Regions from separate parts of the Mus musculus genome. Here region 2 is linked to region 1. The links are chromatin contacts, called in public Micro-C maps. All regions are on one chromosome and are shown on one strand. The core of a region is the stretch at or near the end of the contact, and the rest is flanking DNA. Distances in the headings are between cores, read along the strand shown.

What was found. A called contact is a pair of places that touch in the nucleus more often than the background predicts.
Region 2: a contact with region 1 is called in a Micro-C map of muscle stem cells, with 4 times the contacts expected there. A contact is called at or near these places in 3 of 39 promoter capture datasets (hematopoietic stem and progenitor cells, neutrophils and trophoblast stem cells), 13 of 484 Hi-C or Micro-C datasets (B cells, the G1E-ER4 cell line, Th1 cells and 7 more), 21 of 130 datasets of targeted methods (the 230-238 cell line, bone marrow-derived macrophages, double positive thymocytes and 15 more) and 2 of 9 other capture datasets (liver and pancreatic islet).

What each region holds. Positions count from the first base shown.
Region 1 is chr15:57,710,054-57,715,180 of GRCm38.p6, reverse strand. The region is part of intron 1 of Zhx2 (zinc fingers and homeoboxes 2); the gene reads right to left. Among named protein-coding and RNA genes, the nearest start is that of Zhx2, 18 kb to the right of the region's middle.
Region 2 is chr15:57,978,530-57,983,656 of GRCm38.p6, reverse strand. No RefSeq gene overlaps it. Among named protein-coding and RNA genes, the nearest start is that of Fam83a, 4.8 kb to the left of the region's middle.

The sequences.
Region 1 (5,127 bases), core at 1,336-3,835:
ACAGGGACAGCACGAGCAGCTCCCTGGCAGGCTGCTCCGGGTCAGATCCCCCTGCAGACCCACGGCCCGCCTGCTTTACCCTCTGTGCCACCATCTTCATCACTACAGCAACCTCTCTCCATCTCCTGCTGAGCTCTGACAGTGGGAAGAAGGAAAGAGAGATGAAAGTCAAAGGTCCAAGTCATCGGGTAGAGATCCCAGCTCTCCTTCGCCACTGTGAGACCAGAGCGAAAGACAGTCCTGAGCCTCAGGCTTCCAGCCTGCAGAATGGGGCAAGGGCAACCCTCACCGTGAATATAGCTTGCATGTCTCAGTGTATCTAGCAGGGTGTCTGGCTGGCCTCATTAGGCATGGGTCAATATTGGCCGGTATACCAGCTCTTAAATGGGACAGTCTTTCTCCCAAGTCCCAGGCCAATCCCACTCTGGCTCCTTCAGGCAGAACTTCCAGCCTTGTCATCTAGTTCTTGTCTAGTTCTTGGGCTTTTTGTTTTGTTCTGTGGTTTTGTTGTTGTTTTGTTTTTGTTTTTTCTTTTTGCTCTTGCAGATCCTGTTTAATCCTGCCTGTCTATAAAGCAGTTCATAAACTCTCTTGGCATTGTGTATGGCACTTCTTTCTTGGATACCTGACTCAGCTGCCTCTACAGTACTCCATGGTGTAGGCAGTGTTTATGAGTTTTTTCTAATGTGTGCTTGTAATAAAGCCTGTTTGTGTCCATTTCCACAGATGGGAAAACAGAGGTATAAAGGCCAATGGAACACTATAATTAAGGAAGGATCATAATATTTTGTGAGACAACCCTGAGAAGTGTGGTCTTCTGTGGTGCCCAGTTTTACAACAGGATTTAGTTCTAGCTGTCCGGCACAGTGACTTGCTTGTCTGGACTACCTTCTCTTATTGGACTTTCTCCGTGCTGGCCACCAGTGGTCCTCCCCTTATCAAAGAACTGTTTTAGGACAGTCTTTGCCTTGGGGTCTGCTCCTAAGAAGCCTGAATCCAGACAATCATGGTATCAGAGCACAGAAGAGCTTGGGGTAACTTTCTTGGTTGGGGTAGGGTTTCTCTTTGTAGCATCTGCCTTGCTCATGGGGACCCACAAGCCTCCCATCCAGTCTCACCTCTGCACATGGCACGAAGTGATGCAAAGAGTGAATGATTTTCAAGAGGCAGACCTGGCTTTGCATCAGGTGACTCTGGGGGGCATTAGGTAACTCCCTGGAGCCTAGTTTTCTCCCCTGGGAAATGGCAGCAGCACCTACTGTGAAGAACTGTGTGGATTAGCAAGTGTGAAAATATGAGCGGAACACCTTCCACAGGGGTGCAGGGTGTCTGGTGCCTGTTGGGGGCAACCAGCTTGCTTTGCATTCTAACTGCCATCTGCACCTGGCACCTAGACACGGGAGGCTCCTAGGGTCACACTCTCCATGTCTTCCCACTCTAGGCTTTGCTCCTGCTCCTGGCACAGCAGCAAAGACTTGATGTTTGTTGGATGAGTAACAAAAATGAAAGACTCCCTCCAGAGAACCCACCCATGAGTGATGATGGAGTTTCTGGAACATTCCTTCACTGCTCAGTCTTAGTCTCGAGTCCCTACAGGGATGCAAGCATTGTTCTAATTGCTGACAATGCAGTGGCAACCAAAGCCCACTACGCGTCCTTCTCTGGGGTGGCTTACTATCCAGGGGGGATCAGAGAGCCTACAGGAAGGCCTCCAGACTGATTTGGGACACTTTTCGAAGAGTTTCCACACCCAAGAGAGTCAGGTTTAATGATTAAGGTATGGTCAGGTATGAAAGGGGTTTCTAGAAACTTCTTAGGTGAGTGCAGTGTGCTGCCAGGTAGAGAACTATTGGGCCAAGGGAAAAATAAGGACCATTACAGAGAGTGGAGAGGGATGGGAAGACAGAAAGGGGAGTAATTTGGACCCGGGGTCTTAGTGGGACGTTTTCACACTTCCAGGGGGCTAGACACAATCTGGAGTTTCTGGGGGAAAGTGAAGAGGCTAGGGCACCGCTCCTAAACACCAGCTCACAGCCGAGGCCTAGGACAACTCCAGAACAAAGACCCATCCAAGCCAAGCAGTCCTGGGCTTGGGTATGGGTTATAGGATAGATGAACATGACTTAGGGACCAGTTAGAGAGCATCCTGTTTGGGGGAGAGCTGAGACTTGGATGTCACAGTAGAGAAAGCTCCAGCAAAAACCTGTGAAGGAAGGGGAAAATCCCTGTCTCTCAAGTGGGAACCCTCAGCAAAAAGATGATGCCCCACCTGCCCGCCTAAGAGAGGGGCTACACTTGTGCTGGCCATAGTCTTTTGGGACTGTCTGGGGCTGGAAAGAGAGAAGGTTGGAGTTACTACGCTGTTTTTAGTTTTCTATCTTCACTTCCTTCCCAGTCTCGCAGCAGGAGTGGGGTCAAGAGGGTGGGGGTCATTTATATATCCTCAATATCATCTTCTGACTCAGCTCCCCTGTAGTTACCACCCCTTGATCCCCAAGAGTTCTGACTCCAGGAGTGGCGGAGTTCTCCAGAGAGATAGCCTGCTACTCTCCTCTAGCCCTGGAAAAAATGACTTCCTGAGAGAAACTGGGATCCACGGGGCAGTAAATACACATTGCATTCCAGAAGGGGAGGAGGGAGGGCCCTGTGGCCAGCTCCTCAGTACGCATGCGCCCTCCCCTTACAGTGACCCACTCACTTTTCCATCCAGGCTCTGGGACTGAGAACTTGCCAGCCTTTTCTTTCCTCTCCACCCCCTGCCACCCTTTCTTTTTCCCTTTCTAGCACCTTCTCCTTAAATCGGTTACAGACAGTGCTCTGGAACGCACTGGCTTGGACCTGCAGAAGGCATGCAAGGCAGTTGGCTTGCTCAGCACTGTGCAGGCTTTCCAAGGAACCGTCAGGACAGATTCGGCTCCACAGGAACAGTTTAGGTGGCAAGTCAAGTTCTCTTACAAGAATTCCAGAAAGGCTTAAGTCAACTGGTTACTCCCAAGAACTTGGGAGCCAATGGACTTCTGATAGGCTAGTCCCACCTGCAGATGCCTGTCAGTTTGAACTGGGCAGAGCCAGCCCGATGGGTAGCCCACTGAGAAACAGGATTCAGAGCCCAGAAGGCAGGTGGGGGAAACTTAGGCCACGGAGGGGTGAATGACTAGCTCAAAGACAGCAGCAGGATGGAGGAGTTGGCTTCCGCTCTCCCAAGCCCTGCCTGTTCATGAACTTCTCTCGGGCTGTGTGCTCCATAGTAGAAAGTTCCACGACAGCATATCCAAACAGAGAGAGGGTGGGCCATTAGCTACAATCCTACTTCAAACAACGCATTTTGGGGACGGTGAGAGGATACAGTAAATATTTGTGTCTCTTAAGATCCTGAATTTACTTTCTGAAATAAAAACACCCATCATGTTCCCCAGACTCCCCCCCCCCCAATTTAATAAAATAAACTCCATATCAAAATATTGCTCATTAGAAAAGCTGTCAATCTCAACCTATAAAATTCATCTCGTCTTTACAAAAGGAGTCATCATGGGAGAGGTGCAGGAATATGTTGACTTAAGTAACTATCCTATTAAAAATGATAATTTGCCCAATAGGTCCTGAGACTTTTATTACATATATCCAAAATGAATAGATAATTAGCAATAATGAGCCCCTGACTGATAACCTAGGATTTGGGGTGCTTTACAGATTTGCTATTAAACAAGCCTCCAAATGCTATACAAATGTATAGCTTTTTCCATTTGCCAAAAGTCGGGACGGACAGAGTGAGGCGTCTACAAATGGGAACTCCACAAAGCAGACCACCAGGTTGCATGTGTGTCTGCGGATGCCAAGGTTGTGCAGAGAGTCCAAGCAATGTCCTAGCAGTGTGTGCACCTGTCTACATGTGCAGAGTAATTCCAGATGTGGGCTTGATTTTGCTTGCATGTCTTCCAGGCAAGCCCCCAACATGCATCGGAAATGAGGAAAATTCTCTCTGTTCTTGCCTGCCTCCCTCCCTTCTCTCCTTTCCCCCACTCTCCCTCCCTCCCTCCCTCCCTCTCTGTCTTCTCCCGGGAAAAGACTTGGCTTGTAAATGACCACCCGCTACTCTCATGATTAACTCCAGCATTGCCTTTGGGGTTACCAACAGCACAGGGTACAAAGATGTCTCATCTGTTGCCAGGACAAATCACCAGTGTGCCAAGTCTCCAACTGCTTATATCTCAGATAAGGGTCACTGTGGGTCCATCAGCATTGAGAAATTCCATGAATATGCACTAAGCGCCCACCTTGCGGAAAGGGTGGCCACTGCAGCCTGGGGGCTTGGCTGTGCTGTCTGGGACTGAAGAGGCCAAGGGTTACAGGCAGGTCACCAGATGCCTTAGGGATGATTACCAGAGCAGAAGAGCTGGGGCCACCAGGATTCTGGCTATGGCTGCTGCGTAGATATAGGACAGAGGAAGGGACATGGGCTGAGATGGAAGGGATATAATGATGACCTGCTTCTTTGGCTCTCAGGAACAAAGTCTGTAGGGCAGACTGTTTCCAGCTGTACCACCTGTAGGAGGAAGCAAATGCATTCTCTGCTCTCGAATGCTGCTTCAGATACCTGCTACTCCTTCAGAGGAAAGGTGCTGGGGGCAGGCAGACAGAACTCTCTTAGATTCTCAGGAACAAGACTGCTTCCCACACCCGAGGATGCAATCACACTGTCTAAGCTTGCCAGCGAGAGAGGCCCAGACCAGAGGTGCCTTTCCTGGCTTCCCAGGGGGCTGATGACCTCTCAAGTTCTCTGATTCTGCTGCGTAATTAAACCAGTCCCATTAGCTGGGCAGCATGTTTTACTATTTAAACCATGTGATAAAAAAAATCCATGGACTTTAGGCTGGGGAGATGGCTCAACTGGCAGAGTGCGGGTACAAGCACCTGGGTTCGGATCTCCAGACCATGTAAGAGGCCAAGGGTGGAGGAACACGCTACGGCCCAGTAATGGGTGGGGCAGAGCACTGGCTAGCCAGCTTAGTCAAATTGATGATCTATTAATAATTCCTTGTCTTGGGCGGGTGAGATGGCTCAGCAGTTAAGAGCGCCGACTGCTCTTCCAAAGGTCCTGAGTTCAAATCCCAGCAACCACATGGTGGC
Region 2 (5,127 bases), core at 1,512-4,011, 270 kb before region 1:
ATGAATGTTGGTACCACTCATCACCCCACCCCGTCCCTGTACCCTTGTCAGACATTACTAATCGATCACTGAGCTTTTTCTGAGTGAGCTGGGAACTAATTTCCCAGTGTAGCTTAGAGGGGAGCAGAGAATTCATCTGGAGACATCAAGAGAGATCCTAGAATATGAGACAGTCTACAAGACAGACAAATGGGGCAGAGACGGTTAAACTGAGGAACGGAGGCACAGGGAGATCAATTAAATTCCTCAAGCTCTCAGTAGCAGAGGCTGGGCTGGGTTCTTCTCTGAAGTTCTTGCTCCTCTCTGGAACCTGAATTTTCTAATTGCTAGAGGTGTGTGTGTGTGTGTGTGTGTGTGTGTGTGTGTGTGTGTGTGTAAGAGAGAGAGAGCCAGAGAGAGAGCGAGAAGGGGGGGGTCTTGCTCTTTTGTCCAGGCTGGCCTGGAACTCACCATGTAATTCATGTAGTTCACGCTGGATTGAACCCTCAGTGACCTTCCTGTGTCAGCCTCCAGCATGCTGAGATTATAGGCACAATCTTAACCACACCTGGTTTTGTAATTACTAGTTCAAGTGAGAATCCTCTCTGGGAGCCCGATAAATTTGTAGAGGCAGTAGGGGCAGGGAAGGCATGTCTTAGCTTCTTGGTACCCCAAGTTTCCATCCCAGTTAGGGATTAGCACAAAGTCAGCACAAAGTCAGTGTCTGTTGGAGCAGTAACTGGTTAAGAGCCCCAGACTGAGAAGCTGGGTGGTATGGACAGAAGACACTCTCATGGGGACCAGGGCTCGCTTGTGTACAGGATGGGAAAAATCTAGAGGCTGTGGCTGGGCCCTGGGGGAAGAGCACCTCCCCTGTCACTTCACATCAAGGCCCGTAGCACTGAGAGAATCATACAGTCTTGTTACCCAGTGACCTAAGATGTGAAATTAAATTAAAAATTAGTTGGCGTATTAATTAGACAGGCAAATCACTCCCTGTCAACATCAATCAATTCTTTTAGGCATAAAATCAGAACAGCCAAGGCAGGGCAGGGTGAGGTTCTCCAACGTGTGCCTGCTGGAGACCAAGGCAGTGGGTAGGAAAGAGAAGTGTCTGAGGGTTCTGCCAGGTGCCCCAAGTCCCATTCACCCACAAAATCTTCTTCAGCTGCTTTTTAGAGGAGCCTCTCCCTCCAGCTTGGTCTCCACTGGTCCTATCTTGAGCATCTTACAAAATTCCAGAGCCCTTCCCAGCATCCCCCACTGCGAGGACTGTGACTCTTTTGTCTCTCACCTTTGACTCGAGGTCCCTTGCTTGAGATTTCTGTCATGCATAAAGACTACACAAGCTACTCATTTTTGCCTAGCAAACACCAAGGCGCTTTCTAAAAACTAAGATATCACTGACACCCACTAAAGTTCATCCCGGTGACTGCGCTGCTGCTGAGTTGAGACCATAACCAAACAACGTTGTCATCACCACTAAGTCCTTCCAAAGTCACAGACAGCTTCCCCTCCATCAGCCCTGATAAGCCACCTATCACTTTCCTGTCTCTAAAACATTTTGCTTGTCCCTGGGTGTCACATAATTAGAAGTACACAGGGTTAGATCTCCGCATCTGGCTTCTGGCTTATTTTGCTTAGCATAATGCATTGTGATTCACCTATCTGTGCATCGGTAGCCATTGTCTAGATGTACCATAGTTTGTTTATCCAGTTCCCAGCGAAAGGACATTGGGTTCTCACTTGATAGGTTTAAGAATAAAGCCACTACAAATGATTGTATGCAGAATTTCATCTAAACCAAGTTTGTATCAATTGGGTAAATATCTAGGACACTATTTCTAAGTTCCACGGTAGATGTTTTTTATGACTTTGTAAGAAACTGCTGCGCTGTCTTGCAAAGACTGACTTTATGCCCATCAGCAATGAAGGAGACTTTGGTTGCTCCACACTGCTGATGCAAGTGTGTGCCCACCTGCTGAGTGTGTGGAAGCCAGAGGTTAGTGTCAGGATGTTTTCTTCCATTTCGTCTCCATCTTTTCTTCAGGTCTCCTTTAGCTTGGAGCTCTCTGATTCGGCTATACTGCTTGGCTATTGAGCCTCCTGGAATCTGCTTGTCTCTGCTCTCCCAGGGCAGGGGCTACAGATGCATAAGCACCACACTTGCTACTTCACCTGAGTTCTGGGGTCTCAACTCCGGTTCTCATGCTTGCACGGAAAGCATTTTATCCGGTGAGCCATCTCCCCACTTGTGGTGTATAAATTTTAAGAAATGACATCATGCGTTGCTGATGACCACACTTATACAGTTTGCAGACCCAGTGGCAAAACACAAACATGGAGTCCCTTGTTCAGAAGAGAAGGAAAGAAAATACTATTGGAGTTACTGACTTTCTGTGGTCTTTCTCTTGGCTTCTAGTAGGCTGTTTGGTCTGCTTTTTAAATTTGTTCTTGGATGTTTTCCTGTGTTCTGGGGTGTGTTTGTATTCATATTCTGAGCAGAGACAAAGGTCTAGATGCACACAGGACTCTCTCACAGGCTCAGGCTCGGGGTCGCACCGCTGCTGCTATAAATGAGGGAATGCCAACTGACTTCTGTGGTTCTGGGAAGCTGACCAAGAACGCACTCCCCACCGGGACCCAGACCTTCTAAGAAGAGTCACTTTATAACCAGATTTTCTCTCTGGCTATTGATGGAAGCCGCTAAGACAGATGAAGCAACTCTGTCAAGCATAATTGTGCAATCCAAGCACAACACGGTGGTTGAAGGAAGGTCTGGGAGCCGATGTCACTGATAGGAACTGAAAGCCCTGTGAGCTGGCACGCCAAAGCCACACACCCATTAGCTTTGTGAACCGGGGCCTCATGGCTTTGTGTGTGTGCTGACAGGAGACACTGCCCCTCACAGCTGTTGTTATAGGGCTGGTACTGGAACAAAACTTATCCTGTTCTGGGTCTGATCTTGGAAGGAGCAGGCCCAGAGTTGGGCCTCAGGGCTGCTGCACCCACCACCTGTCTCATCAGGCAGTAGGAGAGGAGTGGGTGGCTCCTTTCAGGAGAGTGTTAACCCTTTCTTCTCTGGCTGTCCTGCCCATCCAGAACATGGAGAGTCATAGTACCTATGACTCTGCTTCTGGATAATTTAGTGGAAAGGTTCATTTGGACAACAACAACAACAACAACAACAACAGTCCCATTGTGCACATTGTGCAACGTTGTAACTCTTCCATCCCATGAAAACAGAGGCACAGAAGGGAACCAGCCCTGCCTGCAAAGGTAGATCTGTTTCTCTGCAGCAGGGGGATGTCTCAAATGTCTCTTGCCATCAATCTTCAAATGTTCCCAGTTTCCACAGAGGTACAGCCTGCTCTGCTGCCAGGAAAGACAGCAGGTAAGAAACCATCAACACAGAGGATCCCTGTCTCACAAACAAACAAAGGAAAGGGGGGAAGGAAGGAAGGGAGGGAGGAAGGAAAGAAGGAAGGAAAAGGAAGAAACCATTAAGCCAGGCAGTGAGATGGATCAGCCAGCTGGTAAAAGGTGATTGCCACCAAGCCTAATGACCTGAGTTCAGTCCCCTGGATTCCCAAGATAGAAGAAGTATGGCTTTAAGACACACACACACACACACACACACACACACACACTGAATAAATATAAAGAACTAACCTAGGCCTATGGGGGCTCACAGAGACCGGGCCACCAACCAGGAAATATGCAGGCACTGGACCTGGACTCCCTACACGTTGTAGTAAACGTTCAGCTCTGCTTTCATGCGGGTCCCCTAACATGTGGAGCCAGGGTCTCGGTCTCTGTTCCTTGACATTGGATCCCCTTCCCCCTACCTGGACTGGTTGGGCTTCAGTGGGAAAGAATGCACCCAGTCCTGCTGGGACTAGATGTCTCAGAGTGGTCCCAAGGCCCCCCTCTCCCCCTTCTTTGAGGAGGAGAGGGGACAAGGGGCAATGGGGCGAAGGGACTTGTAAGGGTGGGACTGGGACAAGAGGCAGGGGGGCTGTGATCGGAATGTAAAGTGAATAAAAATAAATAAATTATTGGAGGAAATAAATAAATAAATATAAAGGAATGTAAGAAAGCAAAGGGAAAAAAAAGCATGAAAACAAGCATGGGGCCTTGAAATGAAGCAATCAAGCAAACATGCCCCTGAACCGTGGTGAATGTTACAGTCAGGAAGAGGGCAGGGTCCGTGAGAACACAGCACAGAGGAGCTCCACCCAGCTCAAGGGCAGATGCCTCAGGAATGATGAGAGGGGATGAGGGGGGTGTCTGCCTGTGTGGGGGGAGGGTGAGATGGGCCCTGGAGGTACCCGAGGATGTGGCTCCTAGTGGGAGGGTGAGCCAGGCCCTGAAGGTACCCGAGGATGTGGCTCCTCTTTGTGGTAGAGCCATGAGGTTTTGGGGGGATACGGTCAAAGTCACTGTAACATTAGTAATGGCCACTCTAGTCTCAGGGAGCCTATCGAGCGCTTTGGGGAACATCTGGCCAACAGCAGGGGTAAGGCTGCTTCATTCTTGGATGCTGCCAGTAACAACAGGCTGCCTCCTGCCTAGCTGTCCGTTCATCAAGCTGAACCCAGGCTGGGGGGACTGAAGCCTTCTGATGCCCTGGACAAAGAGCTGTTCCCCTCAGGGCGCATCTGAACAGCCTGCCTTCACACCCCTCGTCTCTTTGCCTCTGCTCCCTCTCTTTGCCGGGATGGCTTCTCCCTTCCATCTGTCTTGTTATAGTCAGAATAAAAGATGAGACTCCTGCGAGCCTAACCAAGGCCAGCCAGGCAGGTTGCCAACCCCAACTGTAAGAGGTCAGCGTGTGGGAAGAGGGGGTGCTTTCCGTATCCCAGAGGATGACAGCATAGTGTCCGACCCTGAGGGCCTCCTCCTCTCTCAGTTCTCAACTCTCCTCTGTTTCTTCTTAGTTGAAGCAGAGGTCACGGGAAGGAGGCAGGAGTCCTAGTATGCAGGCATTTGGAGCCAACTCTTCTGACCTCTGTTCCAGCTGAGCAGTCACTACTGGGGACTGTATGAGGAAAGAGCAGGCAGAGGCCAGGCCAGACAGAGGTGGCTCTTAAGCTAGGTACAGTCCCTGTCGAACCGATGGAGACAATGAGCTGAGGGTGAGACAGA